Regions from separate parts of the Zea mays genome. Here all the other regions are linked to region 1. Evidence: chromatin contacts called from public Hi-C data. All regions are on one chromosome and are shown on one strand. The core of a region is the stretch at or near the end of the contact, and the rest is flanking DNA. Distances in the headings are between cores, read along the strand shown. Region 1 holds the start of LOC100217167. Region 2 holds the start of LOC103654338 (microfibrillar-associated protein 1). Region 3 holds the start of LOC100274536.

Evidence for each region. A called contact is a pair of places that touch in the nucleus more often than the background predicts.
Region 2: a contact with region 1 is called in a Hi-C map of ear, with 2.6 times the contacts expected there. The contact joins the promoter of LOC103654338 here to the promoter of LOC100217167 in region 1. A contact is called at or near these places in 6 of 25 Hi-C or Micro-C datasets (ear, leaf, leaf mesophyll and 2 more).
Region 3: a Hi-C map of tassel shows a contact between it and region 1, with 2.7 times the contacts expected there. The contact joins the promoter of LOC100274536 here to the promoter of LOC100217167 in region 1. A contact is called at or near these places in 2 of 25 Hi-C or Micro-C datasets (bundle sheath and tassel).

The regions. Positions count from the first base shown.
Region 1 is chr4:193,374,766-193,378,526 of Zm-B73-REFERENCE-NAM-5.0, forward strand. It overlaps LOC100217167, which reads left to right and starts at 1,644. Exons shown (of 5, transcript NM_001143532.1): 1 at 1,644-2,135; 2 at 2,635-2,702; 3 at 2,840-2,971; 4 at 3,683-3,761. The coding sequence starts at 1,772.
Region 2 is chr4:193,109,564-193,113,570 of Zm-B73-REFERENCE-NAM-5.0, forward strand. It overlaps LOC103654338 (microfibrillar-associated protein 1), which reads right to left and starts at 1,316. Exons shown (of 3, transcript XM_008681178.4): 1 at 1,153-1,316; 2 at 1-965. The coding sequence starts at 919.
Region 3 is chr4:193,884,137-193,888,433 of Zm-B73-REFERENCE-NAM-5.0, forward strand. LOC100274536 reads left to right here and starts at 2,210. Exons shown (of 8, transcript NM_001320120.1): 1 at 2,210-2,652; 2 at 2,840-3,056; 3 at 3,158-3,276; 4 at 3,582-3,680; 5 at 3,932-3,985; 6 at 4,080-4,178; 7 at 4,290-4,297. The coding sequence starts at 2,266.

The DNA.
Region 1 (3,761 bases), core at 394-2,893:
TCTCTCAGTGCTAGTTGTCTTTCTTGCTGTCTTGTTGTTTACTGAACTAATAAGGACAGGAATAAGCTGTCAGGTTATATTAAAACTCAATCATGCTGTATTTAATTTCTAAACTTCCCTTAACACTTATAGTGTATATTCTTATCTATTTTCATTTTTTTGAAAAAAAGTATTTTCTCTTCATAGTTTATACACTGTAGTTTCATTATTTCATACTACACTCTGCTGTTTTTCAAGGGCCCACACTTTTGTCTGGATCTTCCTTTTATGGTTCGAGAGACTTGGAGTCATATTGTTAGCAGTAGCATTACTTTTGTTTTCTGACTGATGACACCCATATTAAAATCCATCGCATAAAACTATTGCCTTGTCTATTCATGCACCCATTGTTTTATGACAACGAGGGTTTCAAGCTTTCACAGTTCCAGCAGACACCATTAATTTGACTGTCTTTTTTATTTGCCTTTTGAATTTACTCTCCAGCTACTGATTTCCCAAAAGGCCCAAGCTTCGTTCTTATCCCCTCAGTCAGCTGGACAGCTGTGTGCATGGCAGGCTGTAGTAGTGTCCAAGCAAAACAGGCACAGGTTCAGGTTCTGCAAATTTGGGTACGCGTGCTTGTTATTTTTTTTCTGCACTGGTATCCCCCCATCTCCTAGAGCTTTTCTTGAGAAATTAAAGAGGGAAGGAGTAACAAGAATCTGGCTTTTTACGTGAGTTTGAAGGTTCAAAAAAGAAGATGAACATTGGGAAAGCTGCATAAAAAGATAGGAAATGAAACGCTTTATTAGGTCCTCTAATGGGTATTACTAACAATACTAATTGTATAATTGTCACATATCAAAAATGAAACAAATCAAGCAAGCAAATGCTACTTTTATATCTCAATTAATTACCATTTAGAATATATGCTACCTTTTAACTTGTATAATATCAGTTGTTAAGAAAATCAATTATTGCTTTAAAACGAATAGTTACATTTTTCATCATTTCACATGTACCTTATTGCAAAAAATGAGATAACCGGAAGTGTGCAGTGTGGACATAGTGATTTCAATTGCAAGCTGCATGGTACAAACCCCAATGTGATTCCTTTTCTCTCACCAGCTGGATCATCCGTTAAATATATCAACATGCAATAAAGGAGAAAAGCACAGAGTATTCATTCAAATCTGAGTTATCAACTTACCATGTTGGTGATTCCTTAAGAAAAAAAAATTATTCCCATTTTACTTGTACTGGACACTCAATTTAGAACTGCTGTTCTTTAAAGCGTATTTTCATAGTATATCCTATATAAATTTCTCGGGAAAAAAATGTTTGTCCCATTCGCTGCTTTACTGTTCAATAAAAAAGTGAAGTTATGTTGGGCTGCAGTGCAGGACACTTTTGCAGTCCAACCAATCAGATGGTTGGTCAAAGGAGAGAGCTAGAGAGGGAGAGAGAGAGAGAGGCGGGATCGCAGAGCAGCAGAAAGCCCGCCATTCTCGTGCTAAAAATCTCTCATTTATTTTTATTTATCTCTGCCATTTGCCCGTATTCAAAATCCAATCCCTGATGACTTGGGTATAATACTGGCACGACCCAGCTGCTGCTTGCTGGTGCCTGGTAGTAACCGGACACAGACCCAAACTAGAATAGGTGTCTGTTCTTGTCTGCGGTTCTCTGTTCGAGTCCAAGGCTCCAAGCAAGCAAAGAACCGAACCACCGGGAGCAAGAAATTTTCCCAGAGTAAGCAAGTCCCAGGACTCAACCAAGAAGAGCCCTTTGCATGCAGATGGAGGGAAGGGAGGGTATTGCAGTTGGCCGCGAATCCGGCCACGGCAGCATGTTCAGAGCAGCAGACATCGCCATGGCGGAGGCGCAAGAAGCAGCAGCGAAAGGCTACCAGTCCTCTCCATCCTCGCCGTCGACGTCCCCCACGCCGTCGCCGCCAGCGGCTGCGGCTGGCCACGCCGGGGACGCCGCCGCGACTCCGCTTGCCTGGAGCTTGGGCGGCGAGACGCCGAGTGGGGCCGTGGTGGTGGACAACGGCACGCAAACGGCCGGGCAGAGCGAGCACGCCAGCCTGAGCTCCGGGCGCCGCCGGGGCCGGCCGCGCGGTTCCGGGAGGCGCCAGATCCTAGCCACTCTAGGTCAGTATTCTCCCTGTAGAATGCAAAGCTTCCCTCTTTCTTGTTCCGCAACCAGAAATTTCCAATTTTTTTAGAATTTCTTGCTGCGTTTGCTCCCCTTGTCGATTTCTGTTGCATTGCTTGGATGGGGTCCAGTATGGGGGATGTGTGCAGTGCATGTGATGTGCCTTTCTTTCAGACTGAAGACAGGTCAAATATCCGTCACCTGTTACGGCAGCTCTTCTGTTCCCTGTCGCATTCATCTGTCATCTCTGTGCTATGTACAACTATTGAATCGATTCAAATGTTTATGCCCTTTTTCCTACCAATCTTGTGGTTGGGGGAGATTTTCCCTCATCAGATCACCTAATTTACCTAATCCTTTGGTATAGTTGAGTTAAATTTGTTATACATATTGGCCATGACTAAGGTCTGTTTTTCTCATCAGATAGTCGTAGTTAAATTACATAAAAAAATGTTCAGTTCTCTGTCTGATTGGTTTTCTCTCAAATGCAAAAAGGGGAATGGTACGCGCTGTCAGCCGGCGGGAGCTTCACGCCTCATGTCATCATCGTGGGTACTGGGGAGGTAAGACATGTACTCCATCCCATTCCAGCATCTTGTTTGTCTGCAGCTAGGGCTAGTTTGGCATTTGCTTGGCTAGTGTGCAGTTGTGCTTCTCTGAAGGCTGTCGCTGAGCGCTCTCTTGTCCAACTCGTTGGTAGGATGTGGCGGCGCGCATCATGTCGTTTTCTCAGAAGGGTCCACGCTCGGTCTGCATCCTCTCTGCCAACGGGTCAATCTCTAATGTAACACTGAGGCAGCCGGATGCATCTGGGAGCACCTTCACCTACGAGGTACGGACTATCGAGGGTTGCTGTTTGTATCTTATCATCTTATGTGTCACTCTACTACTAATGTTCCATTAGGACTTATTAGGGAATCCTGGCTGCTCTTGACAAATTCCGTCTATACGGGGCTGTTTGGTTTTCTGCTTAAGACGTCACACCTTATCTAAGCTTAGTCGTTTGAATTGAAGAGAAAAGCTAGGCAAGTTGCAACACTTTAGGCAGGAAACCAAACATGCTCGTAGTCTTAGAATAGTCTATGGGTACATGAATCATAGCAGCTCCCTTCTCTATGATTTTCTTTTTTCAAAGACATGCAGCCTTAACTTGATCTCAACCACTCATTTGACGGAGATTCACCAGTTCGAGTCACATTCTTTGGTTTGATTGAGAGTTTGAGACTGATAATCATCAAACAGAAGTCATAGCTAGATCAACAGTTAGGAAACTATTGTGTAGGTTTGATTTACTTCAGGCACCAGAAAGTACACTTGCAACTGTAACGTAGACTCCATAACACTACACAGAAAATCGGCAAAGGTATAAATGGCCATGGAACTTCTGAAATCACCCATATGCATGTCAAGTTAGAACATAGTCTCCGAGTTGTTTCGTTGCTGTAGTATCACAAAGATGTTGCACACACCACAGTCCACATATATACAATTGGTGTTTTATGCTCATGTTCAAACTGCACTGGCGTGTTCCTGGTCTCTTCAGGGCCGTTTCGAGATCCTGCAGCTGATGGGCTCCTTCACAATGGCCGAGGAAGGCCGGAGGAGAACCGGCGGGCTGAGCG
Region 2 (4,007 bases), core at 66-2,565, 270 kb before region 1:
GCGGCTTCGGATTCTTCCGCTCCCATTCGCGACGCTCCTCCTCGGTCATATTCCTGACTTTCTCGATCTCCTCCTTCTCCTTCAACCTCGCATCTCTTTCCTCCCTGTCCCTCTTAATCCTTGCTATTTCTCTGTTTTTCCACGACTCGTACTCCTCTGCTTCGTTCAACTCGTCGTCTGTATCGACATCCTCGATGTTGGCCTCTTCGTTCAGTGCCTTCTCGATGTGCTCCTCCTTTCTAATCTCTTCGACCACAATCTGTCTAGTCTCGATCTTCCTAGCCTCCAGCCTCTTCTTGACCAGCTCCTCAAGCTGCCGTTCCTCCTCCTCCAGCCGTTCGCGCTCCGCGATGGTGTCTCTCTGTGACTTTGGTATGAAAACGGGCTTCACCATGGCCATTCCCATCTGCTCATCCTCAGAGTCTGTCTCGTACTCAGATTCCTCCTCAGACTCCTCGGCCTCCACCGGTTCCTCCTCTTCCTGAGGAAGCAGCTCTTCCTGCTCCCTCAGCAGCTGCCTTGCCCTTATTCTCCTCCTCCTCTCCTCTTGGGCCTCCTCATCCTCCTCGTCGGCGTCAGCCTCCTGCCTCTCGTTCTCCTCCTCCGCGGTTGACACGATCTCCGCCTGCCGTATGCGGCGGTGATCCGCCCTCAGCTCCTCCTTATTCTCCGCGCGGGTCTCCGCGAGCCGGCGGAGCCGGCGGTCATCCTTGGCGGGAACATCGCCGTCCTCGTCCCTGGGGAACGCCTTGTCGAGGGAGACCCGTGCCGTCCTGAGGTCGACGTCCTCATCGACGTCATCGGCCCACTCAGGCGCCTTCCCCGGCCAGTACCGTTTGACCTTGGTCTGACCAATCTTTCCACGGAGCTTGTCGCGCACCGCGATGGCCGCGTCGCTCACGCCGGCCGCCACGGACATGGCTGCAGCTGCTCACCGGTTCTCCACCCACTGCGTTCCGGTCAGCCTGCAGAATTGCACAAAATCTCGTGATGCGGCACAGGAGCTGGGGCGGATCCACAATGGCACTTGGGTGCGTCTATCTGGGTCAGATTCCAATTCGGACAGGAGACCAAGGGTGGGGGGTGCTCGGTTCCGGACGGCGGAAAGGGACAGTAAGGAACGGGGATGAAAGGGGAAGGGACGAGGCGTACCTGGTGGAAACTCGTCGCCGCCGAAGACCTGGGAAGTGATAACGGGCCGCGCCGCTCGCCCAGCCGTCGCCGCCAGGAGAGAAGGGCACGAGCGAGAACCGGAGAAGAAGGAGGCCACGGGAGATTTTATTATTATTATTATTATTAAAAATGTTATTTGTTTAGTCGGTGAACGGGGAGAAGAAGAGCAAAGCTAAGCCGAACCGGAACGGGCCCAAGTTTACGGGCTGTCCGAAACTTTCCACAAAATACAGCAGCCCAACAGGCCAGCCCACGGAAATATGTTTAGAAGGAAGAATATGTTTAGAAGGAAGAAGACAAAAATAGCTGCGACAACCACACATTTGCCGCATTAAAAAATACATTCGACACAAGCTTTTCCAAACTTGTAGAGTAGTGGCCAAAACCAAACAGTAGCCACACACACATGCTACTCAGTTTGCCGGTGTATGCAGATGCTTTGAAATATTTTGCCACGAAATGTTTGTTTCCTTATCTAACTTGCCACATTTTATCTAACTTTTTTTTATTAAGATTAGTTCTTCAATTTGGATGGTTAAACTTAAGCAAAGTGTGACGTAGTTAGCCACGAACCAAATAGACCCTTAAATCTCTTGGTCGGAGGACCGAGGAGACCATGAAGCTGCCAGAATGCATGGCGAGTGGTTGTCTCTAGTGAAAGGCCTATGCGTTCGGTTCTTCGGTTCGGTTCCTCGGTTTTTATAAAATTCATTATCAAGAAATTAGAATCGAAATACACCAACAAGTCAGATAGAGTCCAGAATTTCAGTTTTTGGTTCGGTCACTGTTGGTCACTTGTTCTCAAATGTTGTGAATCAAGAACAAGGCAACACAATTGTTAAAGATTAGGGACCTTCGTCTTCTGAAGCATTGTCTTCATATGGGCATAATGGTCATTAGACGAAGGTCAAGAAGAACATACCTTCATTATTTAACACACAAATAGGAATACATAAAGATGAAGACAGAGACTGTGTCTCATTAATTCATTTATATTTATATTTCATAGAACATCTATGAATATAAACAGGATTAACGTTACATTGATACCTTCGGCTTGCTCGAAGGTGTGGATGCGGGAGAGTGAATACAATCTAGCGTGAACAGTACGGTGCTACTGTTCATCTATTTATATGCATGGGACGCAGCCCAGACGAAATTACATTCATGTCCCTGACATTTATCTATTACCATAACACCAAATATTAAGGACTGAGTAGTCTTTGTCCCCTTTTCAGTCATCATCATACTTGGTCTTCATCATTACACCAAAACCGAAGCTCCTCGGTTTCAGCTTCGTCGTCCATTCTTATGACCTTCAGGTTTCATCTTCGCCTTGCTATGTGTCGGCGTTTCGAGACCGGGGGGTCCCTAGGCCGACGAGTGAATGTCGCCGCGTGCCCCAGCCCAGATGGGTCGAGCGCGCGGCCGAGCGCGAAGGGGGGAAGCGAGGTGGCCGGAGACCAGCGTGAGAGAGGTGGGAATCCCGCGGCCTTCGTGTTCGTCCCGCGCCCAGGTCGGGTGCGCTTGCAGTAGGGGGTTACAAGCGTCCACGCGGGAGAGGGAGCGAGCGGCCTCACGCGAGCGCCTGTCTCGTCCTCGTCCCCGCGCGGCCAACCCTCTCTAAGAGGGCCCTGGTCCTTCCTTTTATAGGCGTAAGGAGAGGATCCAGGTGTACAATGGGGGGTGTAGCAGAGTGCTACGTGTCTAGCGGAGGAGAGCTAGTACCCTAAGTACATGCCGTCGTGGCAGCCGGAGAGATTTTGGCACCCTGCTGGTGTGATGTCGTGGCCGTCGGAGGAGCGATGGAGCCTGGCGGAGGGACAGCTGTCGGAGCTGTTGAGTCCTTGCTGACGTCCTTTTGCTTCCGTAAGGGGGCTGAGAGCCGCCGTCGTCATAGAGTATGCGGGGCGCCATCATTGCCTATCTGGCGGAGCGAGCCAGATGGGACGCCGGTCTTGTTCCCTGTGGCCCGAGTCAGTTCGGGGTAGGGTGATGATGGCGCCTCCTGTTGTCGTGGCTGGTCTGCGCCCTAGGTTGGGCGACGTGGAAGCTCCTCCGAAGCCGAGGTCGAGTCTGTCTTCCGTGGCCGAGGTCGAGTCCGAGCCCCTGGTTTGGGCGAGGCAGAGATCGCCGGCTGATGCCGGGCGGAGTCCGAGCCCTGGGGTCGGGCGAAGCGGAGTTCATCGTCTTCTGGGGCCGAGCCCGAGTCCGAGCCCTGGGTCAGGCGGAGCGGAGTTTGTCGTCTGATGCCGGGGTGGAGTCCGAGCCTTGGGGTCGGGCGAAGCGGAGTTCGTCGTCTTCTGGGGCCGAGCCCGAGTCCGAGCCCTGGGTCGGGCGGAGCGGAGTTCGCCGTCTTCCGGGGCTTAGCCCGAGTCCGAGCCCTGGGTCGGGCGGAGAGGAGTTCGCCGTCTTCCGGGGCTTAGCCCGAGTCCGAGCCCTGGGTCGGGCGGAGCGGAGTTCGCCGTCTTCCGGGGCTTAGCCCGAGTCCGAGCCCTGGGTCGGGCGGAGCGGAGTTTCCTATGGTGCCTGCGGCCGGGCCTGACTGCCTGTCAGCCTCACTCTGTCAAGTGGCACCGCAGTCGGAGCGGCGCAGGCGGCGCTGTCTTTCTGCCAGGCCGGTCAGGGGAGCGGCGAAGTGACGGCGGTCACTTTGGCTCTGGGGGGCGCGCGTCAGGATAAAGGTGTCAGACCACCTTTGCATTAAATGCTCCTGCGACTTGGTTGGTCGGTGCGGCAATTTGGTCAGGGTTGCTTCTTGGCGAAGACAGGGCCTCGGGCGAGCCGGGAACACGTTCGCCGCTGGAGGGGGGCCTCGGGCGAGACGGAGATCC
Region 3 (4,297 bases), core at 960-3,459, 510 kb after region 1:
GATGTCACTTAGGGAGGTCCATTTATGGATTAAAACATTCATCCAGACAGATGTACATCAAGTCTGATCAGACTATCAGAAAGTTTTGGTTTCGAGGAAAACGAGGAAGACAATTGCATTTATGCGAAGTCTAAGGAAAGTATATCTTCCTTGTTTTGTATGTCGATGACATATTTTTTAGCTAGTAGCGATAAATATCTACTGGCGGAAACAGAAAGTTTTTCTTTCCTCGACCTTCGATATAAAAGACATAGGAGAAGCCTCTTATGTTCTAGAATAGAATTTCACAGAAATAGACATAATGGAGTATTAGAACTCTCACAGAAGTCATACATAGAAAAGTACTAAAGAAGTACAGTATGCATCAGTGTAAGGCCACGCCTGCGCCAATAGTCAAGGGTGATAAGTTTGGGAATCATCAGTGTCCCCAGATCCAGTTTCAGAAAGATCAGATAAAGTCAGTACCATATGCTTCTACTATTAGAAGCATTTTGTATGCTCAAATATATATTCGCCCTGACTTAGAATTTACTACCGGGATGCTTGGGAGATATCAGATCAACCCAGGCATAGAACACTGTTAAGCAGATAAGAAGGCTCTAATGTACCTCCAAGGTACGAAAATGGCCTCATGCTAACAAACAGAAGATTTAGTTCCCTACTTCGAGGTATAAATTTACTATATATGGGGGAGTTATTTCTTATAAAAGTTGCAAACAGACAGCGAGAGCATCGTCGACAATGCACGCTGAGTTTGTAACCATGCATGAGGCAAATGGGCAGGCAATAAAGATAAAGAAATTTGTACCCGGATTAAGAGTGGTCGATAGCTTGGAGCGACCACTGAGAATTTACTGCGATAATGAGCCAGCGGTACCGTACTCCTATAACAACAAGTCATGTGGCGCTGCCAAGTTCATTGACTTTTAGTGTTATGTTGTTAAGGAGTAGATTCAAGATCAAACCATAAAAGATGAGCATAACAAAACATAGCAGATGCTAGCGGATCCGCTCACAAAAAGGTCTTCCACCCAACGTGTTAAGATATCACGTAGCCGGCATGGGTTTAAGGGAGTGCCTATGATCTTGAATCACAGGGGCTACAGATTGCAACCAAATAAAGTCTTTTTCCGTTCTGAAGCAGGCGAGCATGTTGTAGTCAATGAGTGCGATGATACTTAATCGGTCATTGTCACACATTGGTCTCTATGTGTAAACTTGTCAAGGGATGGAATCCAGAAAAGTTGAGAATAAGGAATGTAGAGAACAAAGGGGAGATTGTTGGGTGTGTCCTCTACAGCTGGTCATCAGTGACCGGATTGGGCTAAACCCAACTATCTATCTCTTTAAATGGGCCCTTGATTGGGAGGGCCCACGCTAACCTCGGTTGGAGCCCCAGGCACACGACGCTATAAATATAGGACTAAGGGGTCGCAGGAAAGACGAACGCTAGTTCCTCACCCCAAAACCCTAGTCCCAAGAGGCCCCCATCGCCTAGTCGTCGGAGTGTTTGGAAACGCGACAACCTACAGCGGCTCGGATCCCGATGCCTGCTGCTTCTCTGCAGGGCAACGGTATGAAGATAGCAACAGCAACAAGGTGTGTTTCCCCATTTCTCTGAGTAGAACAGTAGATCAGATCTACATGTCATCAAGGTTTTACTTTCAATTACAGATTGGTATTCTAGGGACTTAGGAATCGATCCTAGACAGTATAGATCCTAACAAGAGGGACAAGAGATCACGAGCAATGTAGACGAATTGCGTATTCGTTCTTCTTCTTCACCATTGCCTAGGAAAAAAATTTGTTGCAGCCGGGCTGCAAACCAGGCCGTTTACAGCCCCTCACAAAAATGAGGATAGGCCCCACCTGCAGGTCCACCAGATAACGTTTTTGTTGTATTATTGACCTGCAGGTGGGGTCTATCCTCATTTTTGTGAGAGGCTGCAAACGGCCTGGTTTGCAGCCCGGCTGCAACAAATTTTTTTCCATTGCCTAAGCTAACAACATGGCGCATTTCTGAGATCTACATTCCAAGTGTCTTGAGTAGTGCTATCAGAACGGTGTGCTATGGGCCTCGGCCCTGTGGCTGTCGGACCACAAATCAACCGACGGGCGTCCGGCCCATAGCCCCCTGACTGTGACTGCACGATCAGGAAGGAGTACAGGACCAAAATCTTGTCGTGAAGCACAGGTGTCGCAAGCCACACATTTTTCTTCCTCACTCCTCACACAGTCACACTGTCGACCGCACCACGAGTGGCCATGCTCCAACTCGCCCCCACGCCGCTGCCGTCGCCGGCGGCCGGGCGTAGGCCTCGACCCTCCTCCGCATGCATCTGCTGCTCGAGCGTACGCGCGCTGGAGGAGGCGAAGCGGGTGGTGCTGGTGCGGCACGGGCAGAGCACGTGGAACGCCGAGGGCCGCATCCAGGGGAGCTCCGACGCCTCCGTGCTCACGCCCAAGGGGGAGGCCCAGGCCGAGACCTGCCGCCAGATGCTCGCCTCCGACTCCTTCGACGCCTGCTTCACCAGCCCGCTGGCGCGCTCCCGCCGCACCGCCGAGATCATCTGGCAGGGGCGTGGGCGTGGGCGTGGCGACGGCCTCATCCCGGACCCCGACCTCCGCGAGATCGATCTCTACTCTTTCCAGGTCTCAATTCCTCTCCTCCTTTTTTCTCTCGTCACTGTTTAGTTTGTGCAGTGCTGGCAGACTGCTCGTGTGTGGCAAACTGGCAATGCCTGCCCAGTTCCGTCTGCTTGTTACTTCCTCGATGCGATGCTCGCCATGTGCTCGTGGAAACGCCCTGTAGTAACGGTCCGGTGATCCTGGTCTCCAGGGACTCCTGAAGCGCGAAGGGAGGGAGAGGTACGGTCCTCTGTACCGGCAGTGGCAGAAGAACGCGGCCGAGTTCAGCATCGACGGCCACTACCCGGTGCAGGAGCTGTGGGACCGCGCACGGAGCTGCTGGGAGAGGATTTTGGCGCACCGGGGCAAGTCAGTGCTCGTGGTCGCGCACAATGCAGTGAACCAGGCACTTGTTGCCACCTCTTTGGGTGGGGTGCATCCTGCATCCGAGCGTGGGATCGGAGTTCATTGCGTGTCTAAGTGTGATCGAAGCTGATTTCGTGCTTTCCTCACGGTTCATGATGTTTAGGGCTTGGCGCGGAGCACTTTCGGATTCTGCTCCAGAGCAACTGTGGCGCTAGTGTGCTGGACTTCACCCCACGGGCTGGGGGAGGTCCTCCTACCGTCTGCCTTAACCGCTTAAATCAGGTGAGTGTAACTTTGTTCTCGTCGCTGACTGACTCGTATGATCGTGTCTTCCCGGTATTCTTAGCAAACATTAACAGGAACCATTTACATGATTATGTTATTATTATTATTATTATTATTTTCGTTCAAAAAGATGAATATTCTCATAAGGAGCAGCATGTACCACTTAACCAGGTCTGTTAGCATTTCCGCTTGGTAACAACTTGGAGATCAAAGAAATTTCACCAGACAATACAGGGAAAATGGAAGGGTCAAACAATTAAAACATGGATTAATCTGCCCCCAAACTGTATCTTGTAGTACAGACCCCAAACTCTCCTGTCGCTGGGGGAAGTTCTGCGGGAAGAAAGACGAGCAAGAGGATCATTCTGGCCTGTCAAGGGGCTACACAAAGCAGTTCTGAGGTATGGTTTTTTTTTTTACTTGTTCGTGCTCGTATCCTATTCCCATCATGAGGAAGCACTAACGGATTCGTTTGGCATACCATTCTGTATGTAATTCCTGAAACTGCCATCTGAAAATTGAGCGCGTCAGTCCAGCCCACAGCCCAGCCCAGCTTGGTCTTGGTTGGCAATTGGCATGAAAACTGGAGAAACAAACGCATCCCTAATCTTAGTGATGTACACCGTTAATTGTCCATTGCTTTGGGTTCCAGATTAGCTTGGGTGGAACGGGATATGCGCCGCTGAACATGCTCGGGACTATACAGGCACGTCGCTTTATTTTTCCTGCTCCTGCGTCATAATTTTGCTCCCAACGCAACAGCTGAGCTCATCTACGTACGTACGGGCAAATGCTTTCAGTCTCAGAAGACTGCGGAACTACTCCTGGATTTGAAGGTCGACAGCATCGTCTGCAGCCCGCAGGTGGCAGCTGTTGATGCCGCGACTATCATATGTGAGGTGGCCATAATCTTCTGAACTGGAACATTGAGTTCTTTAAACTGTGTCCCCCTTTTTTTCCTTCTGCCTGTTTTCAGCCTATTTTGTCTGATCGTATGGAATGAATCGCAGGTCCAAGA